6 separate regions of the Mus musculus genome follow, and regions 1, 2, 3, 4 and 6 are each linked to region 5. The links are chromatin contacts, called in public Micro-C, promoter capture Hi-C and targeted proximity ligation maps. All regions are on one chromosome and are shown on one strand. The core of a region is the stretch at or near the end of the contact, and the rest is flanking DNA. Distances in the headings are between cores, read along the strand shown. Region 1 holds the start of Kif20b (kinesin family member 20B). Region 2 holds the start of Fas (Fas (TNF receptor superfamily member 6)). Region 3 has its middle 3.2 kb from the start of Gm22082. Region 4 has its middle 28 kb from the start of Mir1950. Region 5 holds the start of Htr7 (5-hydroxytryptamine (serotonin) receptor 7). Region 6 holds the start of Slc16a12 (solute carrier family 16 (monocarboxylic acid transporters), member 12).

The links. Promoter capture Hi-C pulls out the DNA fragments that hold promoters and counts their contacts. Hi-C and Micro-C count contacts between places; a contact is called where the count stands out from the background.
Region 1: a contact with region 5 is called in a Micro-C map of embryonic stem cells, with 6 times the contacts expected there. A contact is called at or near these places in 10 of 39 promoter capture datasets (the 3T3-L1 cell line, the HPC-7 cell line, cranial neural crest and 7 more), 1 of 484 Hi-C or Micro-C datasets (embryonic stem cells), 2 of 130 datasets of targeted methods (forebrain and stem cell-derived neural progenitor cells) and 1 of 9 other capture datasets (pancreatic islet).
Region 2: a promoter capture Hi-C map of hippocampal neurons shows a contact between it and region 5, with 5 times the contacts expected there. A contact is called at or near these places in 2 of 39 promoter capture datasets (the HPC-7 cell line and hippocampal neurons).
Region 3: a contact with region 5 is called in a targeted proximity ligation map of stem cell-derived neural progenitor cells, with 7 times the contacts expected there. A contact is called at or near these places in 4 of 39 promoter capture datasets (the 3T3-L1 cell line, cranial neural crest, hippocampal neurons and 1 more) and 1 of 130 datasets of targeted methods (stem cell-derived neural progenitor cells).
Region 4: a contact with region 5 is called in a promoter capture Hi-C map of hippocampal neurons, with 5 times the contacts expected there. A contact is called at or near these places in 15 of 39 promoter capture datasets (3T3-L1-derived adipocytes, the C10 cell line, the HPC-7 cell line and 12 more), 65 of 484 Hi-C or Micro-C datasets (the AML12 cell line, B cells, the C2C12 cell line and 35 more), 10 of 130 datasets of targeted methods (the NIH/3T3 cell line, SST interneurons, embryonic basal ganglia and 6 more) and 3 of 9 other capture datasets (adipose tissue, liver and macrophages).
Region 6: a promoter capture Hi-C map of embryonic stem cells shows a contact between it and region 5, with 4 times the contacts expected there. A contact is called at or near these places in 4 of 39 promoter capture datasets (the 3T3-L1 cell line, embryonic stem cells, hematopoietic stem and progenitor cells and 1 more).

The regions. Positions count from the first base shown.
Region 1 is chr19:34,919,163-34,923,627 of GRCm38.p6, reverse strand. It overlaps Kif20b (kinesin family member 20B), which reads right to left and starts at 1,270. Exons shown (of 32, transcript NM_001362434.1): 1 at 1,195-1,270.
Region 2 is chr19:34,287,501-34,292,065 of GRCm38.p6, reverse strand. It overlaps Fas (Fas (TNF receptor superfamily member 6)), which reads right to left and starts at 1,407. Exons shown (of 9, transcript NM_007987.2): 1 at 1,322-1,407. The coding sequence starts at 1,351.
Region 3 is chr19:34,797,145-34,801,630 of GRCm38.p6, reverse strand. No RefSeq gene overlaps it. Among named protein-coding and RNA genes, the nearest start is that of Gm22082, 3.2 kb to the right of the region's middle.
Region 4 is chr19:34,990,880-34,995,273 of GRCm38.p6, reverse strand. No RefSeq gene overlaps it. Among named protein-coding and RNA genes, the nearest start is that of Mir1950, 28 kb to the right of the region's middle.
Region 5 is chr19:36,053,956-36,058,800 of GRCm38.p6, reverse strand. Htr7 (5-hydroxytryptamine (serotonin) receptor 7) reads left to right here and starts at 1,441. Exons shown (of 3, transcript NM_008315.3): 1 at 1,441-2,095. The coding sequence starts at 1,548.
Region 6 is chr19:34,745,657-34,750,507 of GRCm38.p6, reverse strand. It overlaps Slc16a12 (solute carrier family 16 (monocarboxylic acid transporters), member 12), which reads left to right and starts at 3,180. Exons shown (of 7, transcript NM_172838.4): 1 at 3,180-3,442.

The DNA.
Region 1 (4,465 bases), core at 21-2,520, 1.1 Mb after region 5:
CTCCAATAATAATGATGATGACGACAATGAAAATCACTAACTGACACATCACAAGGTTGAATGTGAATATGGAATAATGCCATCACTGAACTATTAAATCTGAATTGCACATCAAATCCCTATAGGATAAACCTAACCCTCCACCCCCCAAAAAATTAACATTTAAAATTTTCTAAGGGGGCTGGTGAGATGGCTCAGCGGTTGAGAGCACCGACTGCTCCTCCAAAGGTCCTGAGTTCAAATCCCAGCAACCACATGGTGGCTCACAACCATCTGTCACAAAAATCTGATGCCCTCTTCTGGAGTATTTGAAGACAGCTACAGTGTACACACATATAATAAATAAATAAATCTTTAAAAAAATTTTTTTCTAAGAATCTATCACGCCGGGCAGTAGTGGCTCACGCCTTTAATCCTAGCATTTGAGAGGCAGAGGCAGGCGGATTTCAGAGTTCGAGGCCAGCCTGGTCTACAGAGTGAGTTCCTGGACAGCCAGGGCTACACAGAGAAACCCTGTCTCGAAAAATAAAAAGAAAGAAAGAAAGCAAGCATCTACCAGATGCACAATACCAGAGAGAAAAGGTCGCCTCTCTCCTAATTTTTCAAAGAAACAGATTTAACAGTCTAAAGCACCTAGCACCGGGATTCCCTATTTAAGTAGAAAGACAATCATCTAAATTTGTTTACTCTTCACGACAGGCTCAAAATACAGACCAACGGAAGTAGTACTGGACTAAAACTGACTCACTTCAATTTCCTTTATATACACATAAAACCCAAATATGCTTCTTTTCTAGCCACAAAGTAATGTGACATTTTTTTTTAAAAAAAGCCCCCACTGGACTCAACCTAGAAAGAGATCTTGTCACGTGACAAAACAACTGCTCACCTCCCGAATTCAGGCAACCAGACGTGGCAAATCTTTTTGTGTCTAATAAAACTAGTGTCTGTGAATCTAAAGTGTACCTCCTTTACCGGACCAGGAAACCGAGGCCTAGACAGACCGAAGTCTTCCGCCTCAAGGCTTAACTCGCTTAACTCCCTGAAGCTCAGCCCCACCTTCAGCAGCCCCGCACCTAGACTACGGGCATCACGAGCCCCGACAACGCTGACACGGCCGAGGCGTCGCAGCTTCGTGCCCTCTGTGCAAGCAGCCACCCTCGGAGCCCCCAAAATCGTCAGCTCCTCACTTACTGCAATCGCTGGTCCCTGCACGCCTCCCCACCTGCAGAATTCCACTTCCTCCCGGTTTTCAAATTCAAACAATGGCGGCTCGGCGCCGCGCTGAACCCTGGGAGTGGGCGGGGCTTCCGGCGAGCCCTGGGGGCTGGACCCGCTCGCGGCCGAGTTTCGCCCCCGCCTCCGGAAAAGGCTTTCAAGTCTGGGGGGCGGGACTCGGTGCTCCGGGCGACCGATGGGGCAGTAGCAACGCTCGTGGGCTACCTAGCTGGGAGTTTCTCGGGGCCATATTAGGTTTGACCCTAACGATACCTGTTCGGTACTCAGGTCTCAGGTTCCGTCCTAGACCCGCATGATGACGAGCCTTGCTGAGGCCGCTGTCTCCGCACTGCCTCCCGCGATGCCCCCAGGAGCGGAGGAATGGCAAACTATTCCTCCTATTACACCTCAGAGTCCTGTCATTCCCCGGGGCAGAAAGGACTTGCGACCTGGGACCAAGTTAACTCCCCTCTTTAAGTGATTCTTCTTGTCGATGACGGCCCTCTTGGATGAAACACGTTTTCCTCAAAATACATTTTAGGAGCATATCCTTCATCTTTTTATACCCCCTTTTTGATGTTTCTGAAAGCATAAATCAGCTACCGCTGAGAGGCACTGTGCAGTGCCCCAAAATGTAAGTGCCCATGTGTCCTTCTCCGCTTCCCTAAAGTAACCCTCTGAGTGCAGGGCTAATTTACTAATACATTCATATGACGAGAATTTACTATTGAGGCTAGACTTTCACTTTGAATAAAAATAATGCTAACGTAAATTGAGCATTTACCTTATGCTTCCGCTGGCACTACCTTTATAAAATGGATTGTCTGACTGGTGCTAAGAACCCTTTAAAGTAGGTATTGCTACCGTCCCATTTAATACATTCTAAATAAGTAATGGGCACAAACGTAAATGGAGGGTTGGAGAGATGGCTTAGTGGTTAAGAACACTGACCTCTTCCAGAGGTCCTGAGTTCAATTCCCAGCAAACCACATGGTGGTTAACAACCATCTGTAAAGTGATCCAACGCCCTCTTCTGGTGTGTCTGAGGACAGCAACAGTGTACTCATATAAATCTTTTAAAAAACAAAAAAGCCGGATAGTGGCACATGCCTTTAATCCCAGCACTTGGGAGGCAGTGGCAGGCGGATTTCTGAGTTCGAGGCCAGCCTGGTCTACAGAGTGAGTTCCAGGACAGTCAGGACTACACAGAGAAACCCTGTCTCGGGGGGGGGGGGGGAAGAAAAGTAAATGGAACCGGGATTTAAAATCAGTTGAAGAAGTTTTGTTACCTTAGCTTTTCTGTGATCATATTTTCAGCTATTGCACTTAATTAGAAGGATTTTTGGAACACTAGCTTGACAACCTTAGTGTTTTTCGATCTTGATACAGAATTTATATCTCCTACCACTACCCTGCCTCTGACTTCTTTCATACACACACACACTTCTCCCCCAAACAAAATAATCAAATTTGAGAAGAACTAGTTTGGATAAGATAGTAGATAAGATAAGTAGATTTGAATAGATAAGTAGATACAAGGCCAGAAGGAAAAATGAAGAAAGAAATGTAAATATGAAAGAAAAGAATAAAATAGAGACCTTCCCAGGCTGGAATTTATGTTTTGTTTTTAAACAAAATTTCTATGTAGGCCAGGCTGCCTTGGCCTCTTTCCAATGCTGAAACTATAGGAGTGTACTAGCATACTTCCCTAGCTGGACGTCAGATTCTAATGGGCTTTGTCAATTTTCATTGCTCCTTCAGATAAGTCTAACCCCCTGGATCCGATTTTTCTACCACACCTCACAGTGTCATGTTGCTTTTGCTAGTTACCAACAATTCTTAGCCCTCCGTGGGGCACTTGTATGTGTTGGTTTTGCAAACATTCGTTGGAAATTTGCAGTGCACTGTTTTTGAGGGTGGTAGAGACAGTAGGTGAGAAGAGTGAGCACAAAGACTCTTAAGGACAAATTCTAATAGGGCAACAGCCATGTCAGAAAACATTTACAGAATTACAACTACATCAGGTGCTTTAAAAGAAACTGTCTTAGAATGTGATGGGGAAACCAGAGCAAATGTTTGATCTGTATCATCAAGGATTGTTAGGAATTAACTAGTTAAGTAATATGAACATCCCAAGCCTAGGACACATGATACCAGGCACGAGGGGCGGGGAGAAAACAAAATCCAACAGATCTCCTGTTATTTGGTTCTAACTCCCAGTGGCATTTCCAGGTTAACTATAAATGTTTTACACTTGAAACATTCTTCCCGGGCTACAGGGTTAAGCATGCCCAGTATAGTTTAGTATAGCATGCCCTTTATAGTTCGCATTTCATTGGCCAGTCTCCTTTCTCTTTTACTCAAGCTCTAAAGTAAAGGAACAATGAGTACTGAGACCTCTACTCTCTCCTGTCTAGCTTCTACATGACAAGTTAACCAACTCTTATAATCAACATCTTTATTCGTCTTTACCAGAGAATAATTCTTTCTTCTCAGATCTCACATCAGAGACCTAACTACACGGAAATATTCGATTACCCGCTGTGGTAGTATGAATATGCTTGGCCCAAGGAGTGGCACTATCAGGAAGTGTGACCTTATTGGGAAAAGTGTGTCACTATGGGAGTGTGATTTGAGATCTCTTAGCTGCCCATGAGGCTTCTTTTCAATGGAGATGTAGAACTCTTGGCTCCTCCAACACCATGTCTGCCTGCACACTGCCATGCTTCCATGATAATGGACTGAACCCTTGAAAGTGTAAGCCAGCCCCCAATTAACTGTTGTCCTTTATAAGAGTTGTCTTGGTCATGGTGTCTCTTCACACTAATAGAACTAAGACACCCACTTAATGAAGTGTGACAGATTCGTCTAACACAATATGTTCAGGATGGGATGCTGGGTTTTTCACTGTGGAATCCCAATCCTTCTTCTCCTTAATTTCTTCCATAGTCATTGAATCCTTTCCCTCAGCACTCACTTAGTACATCAACATTTGTACTTTGTGGTATGTCGTTTTGCTTTGTTTTTTTGAGAGAAGATCTCATTTTGCAATGCATACTAGCCTGGACACAAACAGTCTTTCTGCCTCATCCTCCCCACTGCTGAGATAACAGGTAGGAGACAGGAAGACTGGCCACTTGGGAACTGTTTGTAATGTTAAGATTTTTTTTTTTCCTTTTATGCATGTGAGTGTTTGTCTGCTTGTATCTGGGTGTACCACTTGCATGCATGGTGCCAATGGAGGCCA
Region 2 (4,565 bases), core at 158-2,657, 1.8 Mb after region 5:
CTAAAAACCTGCTCTGCTCTTCTCACTCTGTTCTCTCACCTCGGCGCCTGCTTCTCTCGCTCGGTTTTCTCTATTCTCTAGCCTCTGCTCCATCTCTCTCTCTCTCTCTCTCTCTCTCTCTCTCTCTCTCTCTCTCTCTCTCTCTCTCTCTCAGATAGCCCTGGTCGAGTCTGCTGGCCATGTTCAGTTTACTTCTTTCTCTCTATGTTCTGGGCTCTTCCAGATGCCTCTGGCCATTTTCTCTTTTATATCCACAATAAAAACCTTTCTCTTAACCATACCATGGGGCAGTAGTGTGTGTGTGTGTGTGTGTGTGTGTGTGTGTGTGTGTATGTACATGCCCCTTGGAGTTAGATCTCAACTGAAGCCCGGCACTGTCATTTGCTAGCTGTGTGACCTCTGTTAAATGCTTAAGCTCTCGGAACCTCTTTTAACCTTGTAAAAGTAAGGAGAGGTTGTCTTCCTCCCTTCTACCACTGCTGTGAAAACCGATTTGAGATCCTTGTGCCCGGCAAATTTTTAGGGACCTGATAAAGCAATCTTTCTAAATTCAGAACTGGATTGAACCTCGGAGGGTCGAATCCCTCGGACTGGCATTTATTAACAGGCATTTCTGAAGAGACCGAATGCTGGAGAGTTCTTACTTCTGTGCCTGCAGCAGACAAGGAGGAGCTGGGACTCAGAGCCCTAGGGTTACTGGGACAAATCTGCTGTGAGAGTGCCAGCAGAAAGAGGGTAACAGAAGAAACAGTACAAACAATATAAAAATATCCACCAGTTCAGCCATCCACAATTTGACAGCTCAATTCCCGGAAGGGAAGGTTTTTTTTGTTTCCCGTGTTGTTACAGGAGAGTAAACAAATCTTCGCAGACAAAGTTACTTTGAGAAATTTTATGATCTAATGCTTGGCTTGTAAATACAGCCCAGAGTAACTCACTTCCCGGTTGAGCGAACTGTCAGAAGTGTCAAATGCCAGGGAGCCTCGGAGCGAACTTTTCTAGTGCCCTAAAGTGGCACTAGAAAAGTGTCTGGGCAAGTCTATAAGCCAGAGTCCCTCTCCAGCCATACTAAAGCGATCGATCCAAGAGCTGGCCAGCACCAAGCTCTGACCGTCGCCCCCGCCCCCCGCCCCGACCCAAACTTTTTCCAGAAAAACGCTGGACTTGGGCTTCAGCCCTGAGCACTTAGCCAAGAGCGAAAGCAGCTCCCCTGCGTTTCTAAACATCTGGACCGGTGGCACCCAATGCCAGCCACATCTGGAATCTCATGTGGTGGTCCCCAGTATGCAGCGTCCCACATCCCAGGCGTCCCAAAGCTTACCAGAGGCAGGACAGCCCAGATCCACAGCATGTCTGCAGCAAGGGAAAACAGCGGGCGGCCTGTGTGGGCAGCCTGCGGCCCCACCCACCAGCTCTAGACTGCCTGTGGGTATGTACTTTGCCTAGGCCCGCCCCCTGGCACGCACAAACCGCTTCGCTCCTATTCAGGTCTTCCCAGAAATCGCTTTGAACACGTGTATGTCACTTTTTTTCTTTTGAGGGACCAAACACAATCTTCGTAAAGCCCCAAGGGTTGCGAGAAAGTTCTGCTGGTCTCCCGGGGAAACCCACTGACTCACCACTGCACAGGCGGCCTGAGCGGGGTGGGGGTGGGGGGCGGGGGAGGAGGGGGCCCAAGCAGGGCTTGATTGCATAAATGGGCATTCCCCATCCTGGGCGCTTCCACAGTCACACCCTCAGGTCAAGTGAGATTTTTTTTTCTGCCTGCTGCTCACCCTGGAAGGAATTCTGAACTCTGTATTGAATTGGACTTTGGCTGATTGCTGGAGACAAAGACCATTTTGCCTTCACTTTCAATATTTTGTCAGTGACAGGTCTGCTGGGGCTTCTGGGGCCTCTGAATGGTAATTACCACAGAGGAGGTACACACCCTAGGATTCTGATGAGGGAGGTCCCTCCACAGAGCTCATATATGATACATGAAGTGACAATCACCACAGCAGAGGTAGAGATAATAGGCTTTGGGATCCTGATGAGGGGAATGTCCCTGGCTTCGTTTCCCAAATGGAGAATGAAGGTAAATGACTATGACAAATAACACAGCAGTTAACTCAGGGACCAAGCCAGAATCTTTAGAACCACGGGGGTTAGATATAGAGTAAGGGACTAGGGGAGGGGACAGAAAGATCTTATTAAGGAAGAGGAATAAAATAGGTAGTTATGATGGGAAGATCAAGTGGGGGAGGGGAAAGGAAGACGATGAATGGGAATACAGGGAGAGACAGCTAAAATTAAAGGGCATTTGAGAGGTATGGAAACCTAGCAGAGTCTTCCTAAAGTATAAGCATACATGAAGGTGATCTATAGCCAAATAATGGGGGGAGACAGAGCCACAAGTGAACATCTCTTGTCATCAAATGAAGTTTTCCTTTCCTGGATGGGGTTGCATCTAATTGAATCGTTGGCCAAAAAGAGTTGCATGGGAGTCCCCAAACAATGCAGCCTGTTGCCAAGACTATAGATTGCTCCCCACAAACTGAGACCCACACAACTCATTGAATATAGAGAAGTTGAGAGCAAGAAGAAAGTGCCTACATAGAGCCTTCATCCCTACATGCCAACATCTTTGGTACTGGAAGATATTCTGCATGCTACTAAAGGAGAAAGGTAAACCTCACCTCTACCCCAAAGCCTTTGATCTATGATGGTGTCCTGCTAGAGAGATGAGCTAGTGCATATAGTGGCACAAAGTTTGTGGGAGCAACCCATCAATACTGGATTTGACTTTAGCCCCACTCCACAAGATAGAACATAAACCTGACGCTACCCAAGAACCTGAGACTAGATAGCCCAGGGACCTAGGGAAAAAAACAAATATGTATGTTATAAAAACAAACAAACAACACATACATTATAATAAAATAACTCCTAATACGGAGATCCACAGCCAAATATTATTCAGAGAGAGAAAGATACTGGAACACTCAGCCCTAAATGAGATGTCTCCATCAAATCCCTCCCCTCAGTGCTCAGGGAACCCCAAGAGGAGGAGGCAGGAAGAGTCTGAGACCCAGAGGGGATGGACAAGACCAAGAAAACAAGGCCTTCCAAGTCAACAAGATCAAAGCTCACATGACCTCACAGAGACTGGGGCAGCATGTGCAGGCCTGCATGGGTCTGCAACAGGTCCTTTGCATATGCATTTATGTCTTCAAATTTAGTGTTTTTAAGGGATCCCTGAGTGTGCACATGAGCTTGTCTCTGTTTTGTGTGCCAGCTCTTGGGCTTCTTTTTCTTCTGTTTGTTTCATCCAATTGCGGTGTGTTAGTTCTGTTTCTTTTTGTATTATTCCTTAGAAGCCAGTTTGTTTTTGAGCAAGACAGAAAGGGAATATCTGGATAGGATGGAAGGTAGAAAAGAGCTGGGGTGAAAAGAGTTAGGGGACCATAGTCAGGATATAAATCTATCAAAAAGAGAAGTCTATTTTCAGTAAAAGGGAAAACCCTCACCTGCTGTGTTAGACATTATTACTTCCTCCTTTTGTTACGGATTATTTCCTGACCAATTTTCGTTAAAAAAAATTCTTATACTTCTTTACTGCTAGTTAATGAATGCATCTCAAAGTCACTTTTGTTTTGGAAAAGTAGGTAGCACTTTAGTGTCGTGCGAACATTCTAGAGCAGTGGTACTCACCCTCGCTAATGCTGGACCCTCTAATACAGTTCATGCTATGGCAACGCTCAACTATGATGCTATCTCGTTGCTACATCCCAACTGTAACTTTGCTGCCGTTGTGAATCGTAATGTGAATATCTGCTATGCAGGGTATCTGATATGTGAGCTCTACGGTGGTCCAGCCCTGTAGGTTAAAAACCGCTTGTTCACCGAGAAGGTAAGTAAGTTTGTTCAAGGTCAGCACCAAGAGTTTCCTGTTCATGAAGCAGTTTCTGGACTCCACCTCTATGGGTCAGAAGGTCTGCAAAATCCACTGATCGCTCGCTCAGCTTCTGTTTCTACTTCTTTTCCTCCCTGGAGGATCTATCTAATTAAGAATATACAAATACACACACACACACAGAATGGAGAGAGAGAGAGAGAGAGAGAGAGAGAGAGAGAGAGAGAGAGAGAGAGAGTGGGGGGACATCCTGCAGCATTGTCTTCTGCAGGTGTTTTTAAAAGTGCTCTGAATCTAGATTGTCACCCTCCTTCCTCTCCTTCCTGTAGGCGTTCTGTTCATTCTGTTTGGCAGCTGTCACTAAACTTATACCCACCCCACCCCCACCCTACCCCTCCCCCACCCCCCTTTGCTTCATCTTCCTGTAGGTTGTTGCTGCCATGAAGAAGCCTCAGGCTGTGCCCCTAATACAACTATTCTAAAATTGAAAGGAAAGGAAGAACAATTTGAAATGAAAAGTTCCATGCAAAAGGAAAGGAAGAAAAAAGAAGAGAAGAGAAGAGAAGAGAAGAGAAGAGAAGAGAAGAGAAAGGGGGAAGGAGGAGAAAGAGGGGGGAGTTGGGGGTGTGTGGAGCATAAGCTCTAGGTAAAATCAACAGCTCTTGAGTAT
Region 3 (4,486 bases), core at 516-3,015, 1.3 Mb after region 5:
TTGGGTTCTGATGATGCCAAGTAACCTTGGTTTCTGTTGCTTATGTTCTTATGCTTGCCTCCTGCCATCTGATTATCTCTAGTGCTACCTGCCCTTGGTATATCTGACTGGAGCCTGTCCTTCCTGTGATCCTGGTTGTGTCAGAACTCTTCAGAGTTCAGCTGTCTCTGTGATCCTGTGATTCTGGGATCCTGAGATCGTGGGTGTGTCAGAGCTCCTGGGAGTCAGTTTGCCCCTGGACCCTGAGATCCTGGTGTGACCAAGCTCCTGGGATCCTGGGATCCTGGGCTTGTTAGAGTGCCTGGGAGTGGAGCTTTTCCTGGGAGTTGTGAGACTGGCTGCAGAGTTCACACCTAAGGTCTGCTCAGACCGGAAGGAACCTGTACCACTGGTCGGGTGGAATTCCTGGGTGCCTGGGTCCTGCTGGTCCCAATTACTTCCAGTGTTGGGGCAGGTGTTGTGTCCTTCTCATCTCTGATCCTATGATCCTGGGAGTGTTAGACCACCTGGGAGTGGATCTTCCTCTGGGTATTGTGGGACTTGCTACGGAGTTCACAACTTAGGTCTGCTCAGGGCACTGGCCCAGACCAGAAGGAGGAGTCTGCAGCCCAACTAACCCAACAATAGGCAGCTGTGAATGGGAAATCCAAGGATCTAGTAGTTGCTCAGTCCCATGAGGCTAGGCATTTCATCCGTATAAGCTGTAATTCTGAAGAAGTAGGTTCCTCCAGCTGTGCTGGCAAGAAAGAGCAAACAGGAGAAGAGTCAGATGTATAATTTATACTAGAACTAGTTTACTCAAAGCATGTACACACACACACACACACACACACACACACACACACACACACATCTATATAGGTGGTTCTGTACTGCCTGTTCTAGGAATGGCAATCATGTCTTTGTTTCAAAAGTTGTTTATAACCATCTTGCAACCCTACTTTTGTTTAAAAGGTTGTATGACCACCTATGATTACAGCTTTTTGAAACAAAGACATGCTTGCCATTCCTGAAATGTGAAGTACAGAATCATTTGTAGTTATGGTTACAGGCATAGCCCAATTCTTCAAAACCATAAGTTTATGCATAAATAGGAATAAACCCAGCTTGTCTTTACTGTAAGATGACTTTTAAGCCTAAGTTGGAGGCAGGCTGGTTCTTCACTGGCTTTGAGTTTAGAGTTGTGCCTGTCTCTGCCTCCCTTGGGCTGACATTAAAGGTGTATACCACCACACCTGATGAAGGGCATGTTTTCAAATGTAATAGCTGAATAGTTACTTAAACAGCACATTATTTTGACTATAAGATGGGAGTGGTTTTGTATTAAATTCTGTAAGTTCATGGGCTGAAATTAGATAAGTCAACACCCTCATGAATTTTAAGTTCAGCACTCTTAGACATCCTCCTTTGGGGTTCGATTACTATTTATATTAGATTCTAAATTCTAAAATGAGCAGTCATTCTCCTGACGTCTGCTTGAGTTCTGACAGCAAGCAGCTAAGTTCGAAATGTTTAGACAGGCAGAAGGAAATGGGGAAGTGAGTCAATTATCTATCTACAGCTCCCTGCCCCCCACGCCTGCACACACACACACACACACACACACACACACACACACACACACACACACAGAGAGAGAGAGAGAGAGAGAGAGAGAGAGAGAGAGAGAGAGAGTTTTTGAAAACAGCAGAGCAAATAGATGGTTGTCTACAACAGCTAAGTTCTGTTTCCTCTGCCCAGAATGTGTAAGTAATTGTGCGGTCCTTTGTGTACTTTAGCCTGTGTTTTGAACTTCACATTTGACTACATTGGCTCCAAACAGTCCTTTGTGCTCATGAAATAAACATGAGGATTGTCTTGGCCAAGTCCAGCTGTGAGGATCCACATCCATCGTCAAGCTTGAGCTCAGATGATTTTAAGGATAATTTTATCTGTGGTTATTTAGTGATCATCAGTAGAGACATCATAATAATATGACTTTACATAAACATTGAAATTAATCTTTTTAAAAGGGAACATGGCATTAAGATTTGAAACTGGGAGGGGGATGCATGTTCCCAGGGCTTGGATGAGGCACAGAGTATATTAAGAGCAACTGTACCATCGAGTTACACAGCCAGCTCCCCAGATTTGTATGTGTGCTCATGTGTACACAGATGTGCATGCACAGGAGCGGGGTGGTCAGTAAGGAGTGAGACAGACATCAGGCATCTTCCTCAATTGCTCTTTACCATACCTTTTGAGACAGGTCTCCTTTTGGGCTGGAACTTGCCTAATTAGTTTAGGAAGGCTAGCCAGAATGTCTTAAGGATCTTCCTATTTCTGCACACACACACACACACACACACACACACACACACACACACACACACAGACACATACACAGACACACACTCACACACCCTCCAGCTCTGGGATTATAGTGGCATAGTGCCTCATCCAGCTTTTCATGTGTGTGATGGGGACTCGAACTCAGGTCTTCATGCTTATGTGACAAACATTTTATGGACTGAGCAAACTCCTTAATCAATATCTGTCTTGTTAAAAGTTCCAGACTTTGTATAGTTTGGGAATGCCACAGAAATCCTAAATATGTTGCCATGCAAACTCGATGATATAGTTTTTTTTCTTTTGTTTTTTTAATTAGGTATTTATTTTATTTACATTTCCAATGCTATCCCAAAAGTTCCCTACCCGCTCCCCCACCCACCCACTCCCACTTCTTGGCCCTGGCGTTCCCCTGTAGTGAGGCAGATAAAGTTTGCACAACCAATGGGCCTCTCTTTCCACTGATGGCCAACTAGGCCATCTTCTGATACATATGCAGCTAGAGACACGAGCTCCGGGGGGTACGGGGTAGTTCATATTGTTGTTCCACCTATAGAGTTGCAGATCCCTTTAGCTCCTTGGTTACTTTCTCTAGCTCCTCCATTGGTGACCCTGTGATCCATCCAATAGCTGACTGTGAGCATCCACTTCTGTGTTTGCTAGGCCCCGGCATAGTCTCACAAGAGACAGCTCTATCTGGGTCCTTTCAGCAAAATCTTGCTAGTGTATGCAATGGTGTCAGCGTTTGGAGGCTGATTATGGGATGGATTCCCAGATATTGCAGTCTCTAGATGGTCCATCCTTTCATCTCAGCTCCAAATTGTGTCTCTGTAATTCCTTCCATGGGTGTTTTGTTCCCAATCCCTCCATAGTGTTAATCATCAAATAACCGCTACATATATATAAGTGTCAGCATTTGCTGATTGGCCCAGTCTTGCTAAACATATTGAAAATGATAAATGTTTCACACTTCAACTTAGGAGAAGCAGATTTTTATCACCAAGGGGTAAGTTGCAAAACCATGCTAACGGCTTCTGCCAAAGAAGAGCTGTCAAGTAAGAGTAGGGAAACTATGCTCATCCGAGTTTTCTAATGTTCAAATTTTGTAAATAAAAGTTGAGGCAGATGTTTGCAGCCAACCATTGGACTGAACGCAGGGTCCCCGATGGAGGAGTTGGAGAAGGTACTGAAGGTGCTGAGGAGGTTTGCAGCCCCATGGGATGGGGGAGCAACAATGTCAACCCACCAGCCACTCCCCACCCCGGGAGCTCCTGGGGACTGGACCACTAAGCAAAGAGTACATATGGAGAGGGACCCATGGCTCTGACTGTGTATGTGTTGTTGGACATCAGTGGGAGGAGTAGCCCTTGGTCCTTAGGGGGTTCGATGCCCCATTGTAGGGAAATGACAGGGTGGGAAGTGGGTAGGTGGGTGGAGGAGTACCCTCATAGAGGCAGGGGGAGTGGGAATGGGATGGGAGGTCCTGGAGGGGAGACCTGGAAAGGGAAAAACATTTGAAATGTAAATAAAGAAAATATCCAATAAAAGAAAAAAAGAATGAATGTACATCAATAAGAAAATCATTAGCTTACATGATATGATCTGAGTAATCTAACAAGAGTTGTCTTCACACTGGAAACCTGGTAAGTGCTCAGCTCTGAATGCTCAGCTCTGAATGCCTCAGCCATCCCCATAAAAAATAAAGTAAAAGTTGAAAAGCCCTGCGGAGAGTGTCAGCAAGGGAAGAAGGTTTCTGCATTCAACTCTTATGGGTTCTGACCTAGCACTGGATGGAGTGGTCCAGCTTGGATCAGATATGACCTTCAATGTCTCTTCCACTCTAGGAAAGTATGTGCTTGTCAAACTGCCTCAAATATTTATATTTATGCCCATGGACGAGTGCCGCTGTTAGCTTTGATTAGAGTAGCTTCTTTTTCCAGTGGGAGCTAGCCACAGCAGAGATTCACAACTGCTCCAAGTCCTGAGAATACGTGACTGTTGAATGCTTAGGACAGACACTATCACCCTCTTCCAAGGCTAAGGGAACTGGGGATATTGCAGAAGAGGGAATAGAAAAAAATTGAGAAGACCTAGGAAAGAGAGGTATCATGTGGAAGGCTGTCTTTAAGACGTGACAGGCTATGGCCATCTAACTTTG
Region 4 (4,394 bases), core at 689-3,188, 1.1 Mb after region 5:
AAGTACATTAGCATCATCCCCTTGGCCAATCATGGGGCAGAACCCCATCTGGTAGAACCCCTGGGGTTAGGGATACATTTCTATATTTTATTACAGAAACAGCCTTCCTTTTTACACTGTGACATCATATGCTGTCTATCTGTCTGTCTCTCTCTCTCTCTCTCTCTTAATGTGAATATATATATATGAATATATATCCCTCCATCCCTCCCATTGAAAGCGAGTTCTCAATTTCCAGTTCTATGAACAGCTCATGCATTTGATAAAATACTCCTGAGGTGGACCAGGGAACAGCTATTATTCTGACTATTCTGTTTGTTGAATATTCATAGAAATTACCATTCTGCTTATTCAAAACATAGAACTCTGTGTGAGGTGGCTCGTGCCCATAATCCCAGCTACAACGGAAACTGAGTTAAGAGGGTCTCAAGTCTGAAGCCAACCTACGTAACTACTTAGCAAGAACCTGTCACAAAATGAATTTTTTTAGAGGTCTGTGGATGTAACTGGTGGAGTGCTGCCTCCAGTCCTGAGTTTGATCGTGCATGATGAAAACTTAGGCATGTTTTTTAAACTAAGCCTCTTGTCAACACTTCATTGCCTGTTGCTATTTCACTTCCAGTTTTTTCTTCATTATCATGTGCATTTGTCAACAGCAGTGATCAATGAGCCCTGACTTCTCTACCCTGAAGAATCGAAGGCTGTGTCAAGGAGGGTAACGGGGCAGCTTCCATTTTCACGCACAATTCTGTTAAAACAACAACAACAAAATCTCTCTGTAATAAGGTGAAATGTCAAAATGTACATTTTGGCCCAGAAGTGTCAATAGGGCAGAAGGATTTGGCAGATAGCCTCATATTTACTGTCAAGCATTTAATTCATGCCGTTTAGGAATAACAAGAGCAATAAGCAAGGATGTTGAGTTTCCAAAGTCTTAGCTTCATCGAAAGGGTTTGTTTGGCTACAAAGGCCAACATCTAAACTCAACATTACAAACATATTTACAGTAGTAACTCTCAAATGATAGGTAGACCAGGAAATAATTTATCCCTAAACAAGTTTGATTAACAAAAGCTTTTCTGCTTCCTTACAAGGTCAGAACTAGACAGTCTCTCCCTGGCATAGGAATTGCTCCACGTGGTCACAAAGGAGGGACCCTGCCTGGCCTCTATGCTATCCTGTTACAATAACCTTTATCCTCATGCTTATCAGCTTAGGGATAATGATGGCTGCTGCACCTCCAAAGCCCATGTTCCCAGGGGGATGGAGCAAGAAGAATGGACAGGGAAGCAAGGTAGAAAAAGTTCTGGTGCGAAAAGTTTTGCCATTTTTATACAGTGATTTTTTCCCCCACCTACATAGCGTTAGCTGTGGCCACTTACAAAGTGGGGGAGAAGCAAGCCTTGCGTTTGTGGCTTTTACTTTTATGCTGGAAGTGGACAAAAGAGACAAGAAACTGGTAATCACAGCCGTACTTCAGATCAAAACTGACCCACATTGTTACCCACACATGCTTCTTATATTCATCAAGAACACGGTCTTAAGCTAATTAATGTACTTGTACTAATCCTGGTTGCTAGCTTCTGATTTCTTGAGGTGATCATATTTCCAAGTTTACTATTGCGTAATACATGAGCAATGATACTCTTCACGTTTCCATGTTCTATTTCATCCAAACAAGTTAAAACGAGAATTGATGTTTATATAGATCCCAGTACAGGCTTTCGGGTGACTAAGACTTATTTTAGCCAAACAATTTTTAAAATTAGTTCCAGGAATAGTCCTCAGTAGTAACAAGAATTACCAGGTATGGAAAGAAATAGTATTGAAGATAGTTTTACCTTCCTTCCCGTATTTTTGCCCTGTTGGTATGTTACATAAATTAGAATTGGTGCAAATGTAGAGTCCAGCAAACAGTGCTTTGTCTCCATCTGGTGGATGATGTTAAGGCTGCACTGTCATTTGCTCCTTCTGGGTCCAGTCAATGAGAAGGGCCAGGATTAAAACATGAGTTGTGGGGTCAACAAGATGAGGTGATGAATAAAAATCCTGTCCTGACAAGCTGGGTTTTATCTCCACATCCCACAGTGGAGGGAGAGCATCACTTCCCAGAAGTCTTCTCTGACCCCTATGCTCACACACATATGCACACAGTAATAAAATGGAGTTTTTAAACTTGGTTTATGTAACCTGCTTCTTTCTCATCTTGCTTTTTTCCAGCTGATTAGAGATATACTTAATACTGGTGTATCAGACACACAGTTGATAATATTGAGGGCAAAACATATCCAAGACACAGAGACCATTATAGTTTATGTTTCATGAGCACTTATATTTTATATTCTAGGAGACATTTCAAATGAAACTGCATTCAAAATGGTCAGTATTATCAAGACAATTTTGATCATTAGTGACTCAGTCCTCATCATAACATATGCATTACTGCTATAAAATTTTTATTTTACCACATATATGATTTTATATATTAAAAAGATAGCTGGCATTAGGTAGTTCTGAATATTCTGAGAACCTAAAAAAAAAAATTTGTCATGAAATTAGTGAAAAGGAATATATGATTTGTTTTTACAACATACATAAATGCTGGAGAATTCATATCCAGAACATAGAGTCCAGAAGATTCAAATAGATAATAAGGGGACTGGGGAGATGGCTCAGCAGCTAAGAGCACTGCTTCCTTTTCCAGGGAACCAGGGTTTGATTCCCAGCACCCAGATGGCAGTTAACAATGGTATGTAACTATTCTCAGTGGACCAGACAACATTTTCTAGTCCCCATGGACACTGAACACACATGATCCACAGACATACATAGAGGAAAAAATCCCATACACATAATAATGAATTATAATTTTTAAATTAATTAGAGTTTGAAAGGCAGGCTGTCACGGGGCTCTCAAAATGGGTCAGTGGGTAAAGGCACTTGCCAGGCAAGCCTGGTATCCTGAGTTTAACTGTCAAAATCCATGCAAAGGTGGAAGGAGGATATTGAATCCACAAAATGGTTCCACCTTCATATGTGCTCATATCACACAAACACATACGCACACATGCCACGCATACACATACACACACATACAAAAGCATGCACACACACACAATAATGAAATACTATCAGTGATCAAAGCACTGCAGATAAAAAAACCACAATATATAATCTGAAACATCTTCAGACTATCTACCCCATGCTGAGCAAATGCCACTCCCATGTTCCACTGGTGAGGATGAAATTTGGTACAGTCAGCCTGGGAAAGTGTTCAGTGGTAGCTGTTAAATTTGAGCACTGTTATGCCTCAGCGATTTCACCTTCTAGGTCCTCCTATACATATGCAGAGAATATTTATTTGGCATCATTGCTTATAAATAGTGGGGAAAAATATATGCCTAAATGCCCACTTGTGGTAAGATGGATCAATCATGCTATACGCTCTTATGATGCAATACTGTAATGAAACCAAAAAGGTATAACTCTTTAGAACAGGGGTATCACAAATGTAGGCTTACCCAGATGAAGTTCGGCAGTGAATACATACAGTTGCAGACATTCTTGGTGTCGGAAATCAAAATAGTGATTATCTTAAGATGAGGAGTGGGTTGGGGTTGGGCAGGGGCCAGGGTAAGATATTTGTATTTTGGTAACTTTGTACATTTTATTTTTTTAAACCAATATGGTACTCCAAATTTTGTAAATAATAATAAACAAGTATTCTTTGCATTTTCACCTTAGGTAGGGCAGCATTAATCCTTGAGCTATGCACCTCTGAACTTCACCTGTCATTCACTGAATGATATAGTTCAAAAGCAGATTTTTATCAAGTAGTCTAAGAGAGGGCCCACAATTCTCTATTTCTTGAAAACTCCAAGATGGGCCAGTGAGATGGCTCAGCTAGAAGAGCCACTTGGTCCTAGGCCTGATGACATGACTCCCAGTTCCACATCCCACAAGGGGGCAGGTGAGAACTAACTCCCTAGAGCTGTCCTTAGGGAGGACATATATATCTGCACACACACACACACACACACACACACACACATGCACGCACACACGTGCATGCACACACACACACACACACATGCACACACACACATGCATGCACACACACACATGAACACACAAGCACACACACACTACTGCATAGTGATACTGATGCTGACCCATCACCACACTTGGAATACTGAAACCCTAGGGCAGAGCTTTCCTGTTTTATGAAAAGTAAAGTTTCACAAATTATCAAGTATTACCAACAGCCAGAATTTAATGATATTTTAGATTAAAAGAAATATTGTTGAGACCTTTCTCTTGCTTTGTCAGAATTTGCTCTTAAACATAATACCACATGTTTATGTTTAATAAAATAAATAAATAAGTAGTAGATG
Region 5 (4,845 bases), core at 192-2,691:
GAGAGTATTACTCAGCACCACATTCCTCCTCCTCCTCCCACCCCCTCCTCCTCCTCTCACTCCCCTCCCCCTCCTCCTCTTCCTCCTTCTCTCTCTCTCTCTCCTTCCTTCCTTCCTTCCTTCCTTCCTTCCTTCCTTCCTTCCTTTCTTCTCCTCCTCCTCCCCCCTCACCCCCCTCCTCTAAATCATCAGGTCTAACTAGAAAAGAAAACGCATTTGAATTTTTTTTTTTTTTGGAACCTTAACTATAGAAATCACTATGGCTTCCAATAAAACTTTTAAACAAATGGAATGAAGCTAAGCCGTCTCATGAATAATAAAATCCAGCCTCCCTGACAGAGTTTGAATACCAGAGAGGGGGTTTTAGGCAATAGCTTTTATAGGCAGACGTCTCCAGGTCTGCAGGCCATTATAACCGGTCATTCTTTACGTGTGTATGCAAGACTTTCAGGATGTGAAGGGAAATTCAAGCCATATCTCGATATTGTATATTTGGAAGCCTTTATGTAAAGGCAGCCAGGGTGCATTTTCAAGTGGAGAGGCCTGTCTCTAGCCCTCAAAAAGGTTAGGAAGGGTTGAAGCCACCCGGAAGCTAGTGCGTAGTGCTATCCTAGCTGCCAGGGCCTTGGGCACTCCTACTCTTCTTTCTTTCTTTCTTTCTTTCTTTCTTTCTTTCTTTCTTTCTTTCTTTCTTTCTTTCTTTCTTTCTTTCTTCTTTTTCATCAGAGCACCAGAGCTCCTTCGCCCACCCCATCTGGCTGCTTCCTTTTTTTCCATCTTCGATTTCTCTCATAAGTGGTCAAAATGGGAAACGGAACTATCTATTTGATGCTTGATGTAGTGCTCAAAAAGGTAATTTTTCCCTTTAATTTTTATTTATTTATTTTTATTAAGGGCTTAAAATATATTCTCCAACAAGGTTCTTCACCGGTTCATGCAGTGACCCCCGAGTCTTCTTGAAAAGCAAACCGCTCCCACCCCGCTTGTCATTTGCTACAGTGCTGAGGCCAGGGGGTCTGCGGCAGGGCGAGCCAGGGCTGGGCATTTGCACGGTGCGCAGCGGCGGGGCTGCCCAGCAGGGGAAGCCCGTCCCGGAGCGCGCGGGGCGCTGGCGGCTGCCGGAGGCGGTGGCTGGGACGCGGCGCGGCTGCCGCAGGGGAGCGGCGGCGGCGGGCGCGAGGGGCGGGGCGCACTCCGCAACTTCGGCCACGGCGGCCGGGCGCTCTCGGCCCCGGCGCGCGTCGCTGCGGGGCTGCGGTGCGGCCAGCCCGGCCGGGCTCGGCTCGCCACCCTGCGCCTCCCCCGTGCCCGTCGGGGACCGCTGGCGCCTCCCGCGGGGAGTCCTCGCCCACGCGTCACCCGCAGCGTCTGGGGGACCCTGGGACGTGCGGGGTCGCGAGGCCGAGCCGGGCGCCCCCCAGTGGCCAGCGCCGGACCCCATGGCTGGGCCGCGCGGAGCCGAGCGGGCAAGGTGAATCCAGCCCTGGGGCCGGCTGCCGGAGCGCTTGGCGGGGGCGCCGGCTCCATGGGCAGCGGCGCTCGGCACGATGATGGACGTTAACAGCAGCGGCCGCCCCGACCTCTACGGCCATCTCCGCTCTCTCATCCTGCCGGAGGTGGGGCGCAGGCTGCAGGACCTGAGCCCCGACGGTGGCGCCCACTCGGTGGTGAGCTCCTGGATGCCGCACCTGCTGAGCGGCTTCCCAGAGGTGACAGCTAGCCCGGCGCCCACCTGGGACGCGCCCCCGGACAATGTCTCCGGCTGCGGGGAGCAGATCAACTATGGCAGAGTCGAGAAAGTTGTGATCGGCTCCATCCTGACGCTCATCACGCTGCTGACGATCGCGGGCAACTGCCTGGTGGTGATCTCGGTGTGCTTTGTCAAGAAGCTCCGCCAGCCCTCCAACTACCTGATTGTGTCCCTGGCGCTGGCTGACCTCTCGGTGGCCGTGGCGGTCATGCCTTTCGTTAGTGTCACGGACCTCATCGGGGGCAAGTGGATCTTCGGCCACTTCTTCTGCAACGTCTTCATCGCCATGGACGTCATGTGCTGCACGGCCTCGATCATGACCCTGTGCGTGATCAGCATCGACAGGTAAGGGACAGGCCGCCCCGTCCCAGGCTCTGCTGGAGATGTGCAGGGCGCTGAGCTCGTGCCAGCCTTTTCTGGGAGGATCGATCCAGCTAGACTTCACGGCGGGAATAAGGGCTGAGCTTAAAAATACAACCCCGCACCCATCACCCCTACACCAACCAAGCAACTTCAAGCACAGGCTAAAGACAAACAAACCTTTAAAAGAAACGTTGAAATGTTTCCGGTTTAGTGTAGTGATGGTTCTAAGACCAGAGTTTTAAAAGTACTAGCAATTCCACCAGGGGGGTCCCTTTGTTTGTTTCTTTTTGGGGGGAAGTGTGTGTGAGAAATTGGTCTGATGCTCCTAGCTTGACAAACCATTGCTGTGATCCATACGGTCATTTCTCTCTTTAAGTCATCAGTCAGAAAGACACGGTGCTTCCCAGATTTTAGGAGCTACTCTGAGGATGAAGAAAGGCCCTTGAATGGTCCTAGTATTGGGCTCTTAAATGCCGCACTCTTATGAAATGCTAATTCTGAATCTTGATCTTGTGGAAGTCTGACTTCAGTGTTTGGCCATGCTGTCGGTCTCCTGAAAGCTTACTGGAGCCTTACTCCTGTCTTAAAAGGTTGGTTCTAGTCTTTCGTCATATCCCCTGGGAATCTAGGGATATAATATCGAGAACTCCCCCAGTGGAGTAATTGAAGCAGAGGTTGACCATCTGTCAGGGATGCTGGGGAAAGAGAAAAAGAAATGCCGCTTTGAGTGTCATCACAGAGTAGGAGAATCCCGGGAGTTTCTTCAGACTCTAAGAATACAGAATTTTGATGGAGCTGGTTTTTGGCCTTAAACACATGCAAATGACAACTTGAAGTATGGTTTCAATACTCCTTGGCTACAGAACAATTCTGTTTCCTTTGGGATTGAAATATTAAGCCTTAATATCCATACTTGGAATTCTGCTGGTGATTTCAACCCAGCACAGGACTATACCCTGTTGTGCTTAATGATAGAGAGAAATAGTGGCTGGTTTTCTTAGTGGACCCGCAGAGCCTTTAAATCTGTAGCTCTTTCAGCATGGGGAGAATAATTGATACCTCTGCATTTACGATGACAGTGCCTAAGAGGATGGATTGGCGTGTAACTGAGATTTCCTCCCACTTTTCCTCCTTGAAAACATTGCAATGTGTGGTTTGTTATGTTAAAAATGATCTTCTAGTTTGCTTTATGACCGAAGTTTATAATTACTAAATAAAGGGTACGGTAGTAAAGGGAATGTTTGTCAAGGGGAAAAAAACCACATTGTAGTTGTATTTAGGTAGTGGCTTATTATTATTATTTTTTAAAAATGATACTGCCAGTTTAGGTGTCATGACAGTGGCTTCTGACAGCAAACAAGGAATTATTTTAAGAGTGGAACATGAACTGCCTCTGTGAGAATATTGGCACCAGGCTTGGCAGCTGAAGTTCTGAATTACTGTAGTTAAAAATGACAAAAAAACATATGCATTTACAGTCTGGAAATGACAACGGGAATGTGGAGAGTGCACCTAATACACATAATAAGTGTATCCATGAATGACATGCATAGACCTCGCCTGCTCAGCAACCGAAAACAGTTCTCCCATGAATGGAGTCCTTGTAAATGGACCTACGTGTACTAAAACAGATATCAGCTTAGGCTGCAAGTGATGTCTTTATAACCCTTTCTTCATCTCATAATGCGAAAATGATAAATAGCACCTTGCGCTAACTTGTCAGCTTGTGCTTCTGTTGCTGAGGGCACATCCATGTTAGGCTGAGCCCACCCTGTGGTTCCTATACTTGGGCTAATGGCATCTGTGTGCACATGCAATTTAGTACCAGCAGGAATGTCCTGAGTACAGAGCAATGGTTAATCCTTCTTGGCAAGATTCTCAGCTTTTTATTAATTATATCCCTGGGACTGTTACAAATTACGGCAATATAGTCATATCTTATATATTTTGTTTCCTGAAGAATTGACCTGTTGGTGATTTTTTTTCCTAAATAATTTTTTTAGGTCTGCATATTGTTCCTTTAGATAAAATGAAAAATTGATACAATTGACAGAAATATTGATTTTTCTCCCAAGAACCTCCAAAGCTAGAAGCTGGAAGAAGATGCATTTATAACTAAAGTGAATTATTTCAGGAAAAAGGTAATTTCTTCAGCACTGCTGTAGAACTTGCCAGATGACACAAAATGTACCATCAAAACAATTTATCCTTCTTTCTTTCCCCGAGTAGCTAAAATAGGTGACATTGTGCTTTGTACTGGACAACCAAGGATGAGTAAGATTATTCTTTTCAGCTCACACTACACCATTGTATGAGTTTGGATATCTGTTGGACATTTGACCTGTCTAAATTGAACCCTGAAAACTTTCTTCACCATGTCCTACCATGTTGGGTTCTTTCTCAACTCTGTCTAATAAAAACCATATTGTTTTCTAAAGGCCTCAAAGTTCCCATCCTGAACCCCCTTTGGAGAATGATTCCTGTCCACTGTTAGATTACAAAACTCTCCTTCCATCTCATCCCGCTCAAAGGCTTGGATTTTTACTCATGCTTCTACTTCGGTCTGTCTTTGGCTTTTCTTCTCTATTAGGTCAACTTCAGTCTTCCATCTTTAAGAACACCTCATTTTTGGACTTATTTGTTTTTCTAGTTTTTATACCACTAAATGGTTAAGTTCAAAGAACTGTGCCCACAACTGTATTTTCCTCTCTACCATTCACCTTATGAGTTCT
Region 6 (4,851 bases), core at 1,931-4,430, 1.3 Mb after region 5:
AGTGATGTCACAATACAGCCTTGTTATGTAAAATGCAACATTATGATGTCAAAGGCAGCACTATGATGATGGGGCTTTGCACTACCCATTTCTGCCAACGTTCACAATCCAGATATCCATGGCTCACTCACATTATCATTCAAGTCTGTGGTCAAACATCACATTTACTTAAGACCCACCTTGTGTTCATCATCTAAGTAATCACCGTGTCAGTGTTCCATCTTCACACCCTGCTTTATCTCAGAGCGCTTATCACCCTCTATATGGCGTTGTGTATTTCAACAGACCTTGCCTTCTAGTCTAGAAATAAGCTAAGTGAAGTCAGAGATGCTGTACCTGGGTCCAAGCTTCTTCTTCCTGCACAGTACAATGCTGTAGATTTTTCTGCTAAATAACTTGATTTGAGAACAGCCTATTAAATCGGTGACACTCTTAAGACTCCAGTTTGTTTGTTTGTTTGTTTGTTTGAGCTAAGGTTCTGTGTAGTCCAGGCTAGCATCATCCACTGTGTAGTCCAGGCTAGCATCCACTGTGTAGTCCAGGCTAGCATCCACTGGTAGGCTGACGATGTCCTTTAATGTCTGAGTTTCCTGCTTCTGTCTCACACACACAAGGAATGTGAGCATGCGGCACCATCACACCTGACTTATTTGGTGCTTGGATTGAACCCAGGACTTTGTGTATGGTAAATCGCATCCAACCAAGTGAGCTACATCAGAACCTGGCCTATTATTTTCGTGTATTTCGTGTATTTCTACATATTTCTATTTCATGTGTACTTTGTGGAGGTCGGAGAATAACCTGAAACAGTAAACTATTCTTTCCTTTCACCTTGCACGTCCCAGGAATTAACCTAATTTTCCCTGATGTTATCTTGTTTTGTCTTTTTTAAAGTCAAAGTTCTTCTTATATAGCCCAGACTGCACTCAAATTCGCCATCCCTATGCCGTAGCTTCCAAAGTGTGGCGATTATTGGCATGTACACATCACCAATTCCTAAGTCCCAAAGGTTAAAAAAGCCTGCTAGGGAGCATTCAGAGACAAACAAAATCTGAATACTGTCAAGGATAAAACAACAGAGACATTGCTCTTATAGCTCTGGGCTTTCCCAGCAGCCCTGTGAGTGGTGACTTTGAGGGAAGTCTGAAGATTCATCTTATTCCCCAGAACTTCTCAAAAGAACTGGTTGTCCTATATTATTGAAATAGAAGACAAGACCGATTTGCCCCTAAGAACAGTATTTAACTGGCAGAATGATTTTTCTCAAAGACAGAGTTCCCAAGCCTTTGACCTAAAGACCTCCATAGCCGAGGGCTCAGGGCTCACTGCTGACCCTGCATTTATGAGCTTATGATTAATGCTAATGAATTCTCCTTCTTGTGTGTGTTTTAAACACACATTTACTAATCCCTTAGATCTAAACTAGTTTCATACTAAGTGAAAATAGTCCTTAAATTCAGATTTAGACTTAGTGTGTAGGAAGGTCAACAGAGAGGGAAACAAACTTACAGAGAAGCCTGCAAGATGAGAAGGGCCTTAGCTAGGCAGGAATTTTGTTTGTGCAGTGCTGGGGATGGAACCCAGAGCTTCAGAAACATCTGTTTAAAAGTCTAGGGTGGAGCACTCGCTCCCTCACTCTACTCGATTGTTTTTAGAATGCCAGCACCAGGGCACTGACCTTGGAAGGACTGGGAGTTGAAGGCAAGCCTGGACTGAAAGACTCCGAGAGGAGCCCCTCGCTCAGGCCTCAGGACAATAGCGGACACCCAAGAACTCACAATAGACCAAGCTTGATGCAAACCACATGAGGCTTTATTGGGGAAAGCCAGAACTCTGGGGACGACTCATATCCCACGCAGGGGTAGAGGAGTGGACCCCGAGGGGAAAGAGGTCCCAGTTTTTATAGGCCCTCAGGGGAGAAAGGAGAAGGGGGGGGGGAGTAGGGGATTTCCAGATCTAAACAATGTCTATTCTCAAGAAATGGGTATGGGAGGGGTACAAGGAAAGAGTCTGGTGCAGGTGTAGCAACTCAGGATTGGCCGGGCTGTGGTTGCTGGGGAGATTTTCTGACTCTTTCTCAGCAAGCAATATCACAAACACCTGGCAATGGGCTTCATCAGTGGGCACACACTTGGGTTCAATGAACAGTCAAAACATTGGCAGACACACAGGTTCAAGGAGTGGCCAGAGCATTGTGCACCTCTATTTTTCTAAATCAGTGAAGCTAGTTCTGCTAACACTGACATCTATCTTGCCAATTCCAGGGCTTCTGTGTCCTTTTACATTCTGTCAGGATCTTTCAGGACCACATGGTATCACATGTTCTTCAAACACACAACCTTCGTGCCCAACAACAACAAATCCAAAGTACAATATTGCCTACTATTGACCAGTGGGTTCCCGTTCCTCTCAATTTTTCCTGAAAGCTTAATTTCTTTTCTAACTTTGCCGTTCGTCATAATCAGCCAGGACTTTTGTTGAAAAGAAGACATTTAGAGGTTGGCATTTCTAACCAGTTCCTAGCTTGCGTCCGTCTGAAGGACCATTCTGAATTGCGATAACTTCTATGAGCTTGAGTCTGACCTCGTCAGTTCAGAGACTTTGCTTTTGCCTAAAAGGATACCTGAGGGGATGGCTAGCCTGGAACCTGCAGCACACAGTGCCTCCTGGAGGGCGGGGCAAACACCATTTACCCCCCCCCCCCCAGCCCCAAACACACACACTGTTAATGAGCCTGTTAATGAACCTGTTAATGAACCCATTTTCTCCTCTCAGCAAGAGAGAGAAGCAAATGTTCTTTTATTTTATAGAGAAACTGAGACTCAGAGTTAAGTTGACTGCCCAAAGTCATGGGGCTTTGTGGGGCGAGTTGAACTCAAGTCTTTAGGACTGACTGATCTGTGTAATGGTCTGACCAGGGTCCCGGTCCTTGCAAGATGCACGTGCAGGAGACTTTGTACAGCTTCTACTCTTTGACCATGCAGGGACATATCTTTTTGAGAACACCCAGCCTTCTTTAGTGTAGGTCCCAGCTACACAAGACTGTTACAGAGAGAGCCCTGCAGTCCCCAGTGAGCTGGCTCACGACTCGCGGGCCTAAGCATTACATAACCTGGAGGCGCCCCTCCTCCCCGCGCCCCTCACCCGTGGTCAAGCCCCCAGCGCAGAGCGGATCCGGGGACAAAGCCCGTCCGCCGGCAGGGCAGAGTCACCCTCGGGGCTGCGGTGACTGAGAGCTTTGCTTCTCCGGGGCGGGGCGGTGGGATCTCCCTAGTGACAGTGTCCGGCGGGCGCTGCCTGCGGGCCCCGGCCCCTACGGCGCCTCCGCCCTGTGCGCTCCTCCGCCCCTCAGCCGGGACCGGACTCCAGAGCCGTGGGAAGGGGCCGCCGCGAAGGGGACATGTGGGCTCGCCGTCGCCAGCGTTGCAGCTGTCCCCGCGAGGTGAGCACCCGTGGGTCCCGGGATGTGGGCGGGCGGAGACCGGACAGAGGACAGCGGAGCGCACGCCGGAATCGGCGCTGTCCCGGTGCGGAAAGCTTTGCTTCTGTCCTTAAGGTTTCCCAACTCCGTAGAAACAGGTGGCTAGGAATCGAGATAGGGCAGCAGAGCTGGACCTAGACCTCGGGAAGGACGCAGGCGCTCCATTCTACATCTATCCCGGAGCTCAGCTGTGTCTAGATCCTAAGTCTGGCCACTTGTTGGGTTTAGAATGGAAGCACGTGCCCACTTGTCCTGTGTTCTGGAGTGTCTGGCTGGGTTTCCAGGCAGGTGGCTGCAGAGAGTGGCTTTGATCTGTGTCCTGTGATTTCCAGATGCGCATTTCCCAGGCAAGACAGACCGCCTTTCCCCCTGGGTTGTCCGGTGTTCTTGCTTTTTAACCCTCTCCTACCCACCAACCGTTTATTATCCTTAGGTGATCTCTTTAGAGCACACCGGCCTTCCCGTTTGGAATGAATTAAACTTAATTTCTCCAGTCGCTCCTTACCCTAAAGCAGCCAGCCCTGTATGTTTGGTGCAAACTGGTGATTCAGTGTTCTGGGCCACTCGCTTGCATTTTGTCTGGCCGCTGTTCTTCCCAGCTTTGCTGAGAGCTATGTGGGCATTCCAGCGTCTCTGCTAAACCTAGCCCAGAAGGAAAAAAATCTTCGGGCTTGCCAAGTTCAGGAAGACCCTGTGGCTACGGGTATTTGAGCTCACTAGCTGTTGAAATCTGCAGCTGCTGGCTGTGTAATTTCTCCCCCCCACCCCCACCCCCACCCCCAAGTCACACTAAACTACAGCTAATGGTGTGCTAGCCACCCGTGATGCCTGGCTTATGACTGTAGAAAGTGTGAGCTTTGGATACTGAGAGACTGGACACAATCACGTATTACTTACAGGATCTTAGAATTGAAATGAGTTTTAGAGAATCTATTAGATTCAAACCCTTCAGTTGAATAGCTTGGGAAGCTCAGAGCCATGTCTGCAAGGTTTGTTAAAACTTATATCTTTAAGTGTAGTTGGGACCAATATTGAAATCCAGGCTTTCTCCCTGTCGTCCTGGTCAGTGTTTAGGGTATTTTGCCTCTATGCATTTTAACAACAACCCCGGCACCATATGACTAGACCGGCCCAAGCATATAATTTTCTCATCCTTGTAATTACTCATCTGCTTTTAACCTGAGAGAGTTCTGAACTAGATGAGAGGTCGATTCAGTCAAACTGCCTTTGTTGTGTAAGTGTTAAAAGTTAAGAACACTTTAAACCTGGGATGATGGTACATGGCTGTAATTCCAGCACATCAGAGACGGGAGGCAGAGGACTCTTGGGAGTTCAAGATCAGCCTGAGCTACATAGTGACTGTCAGGCTA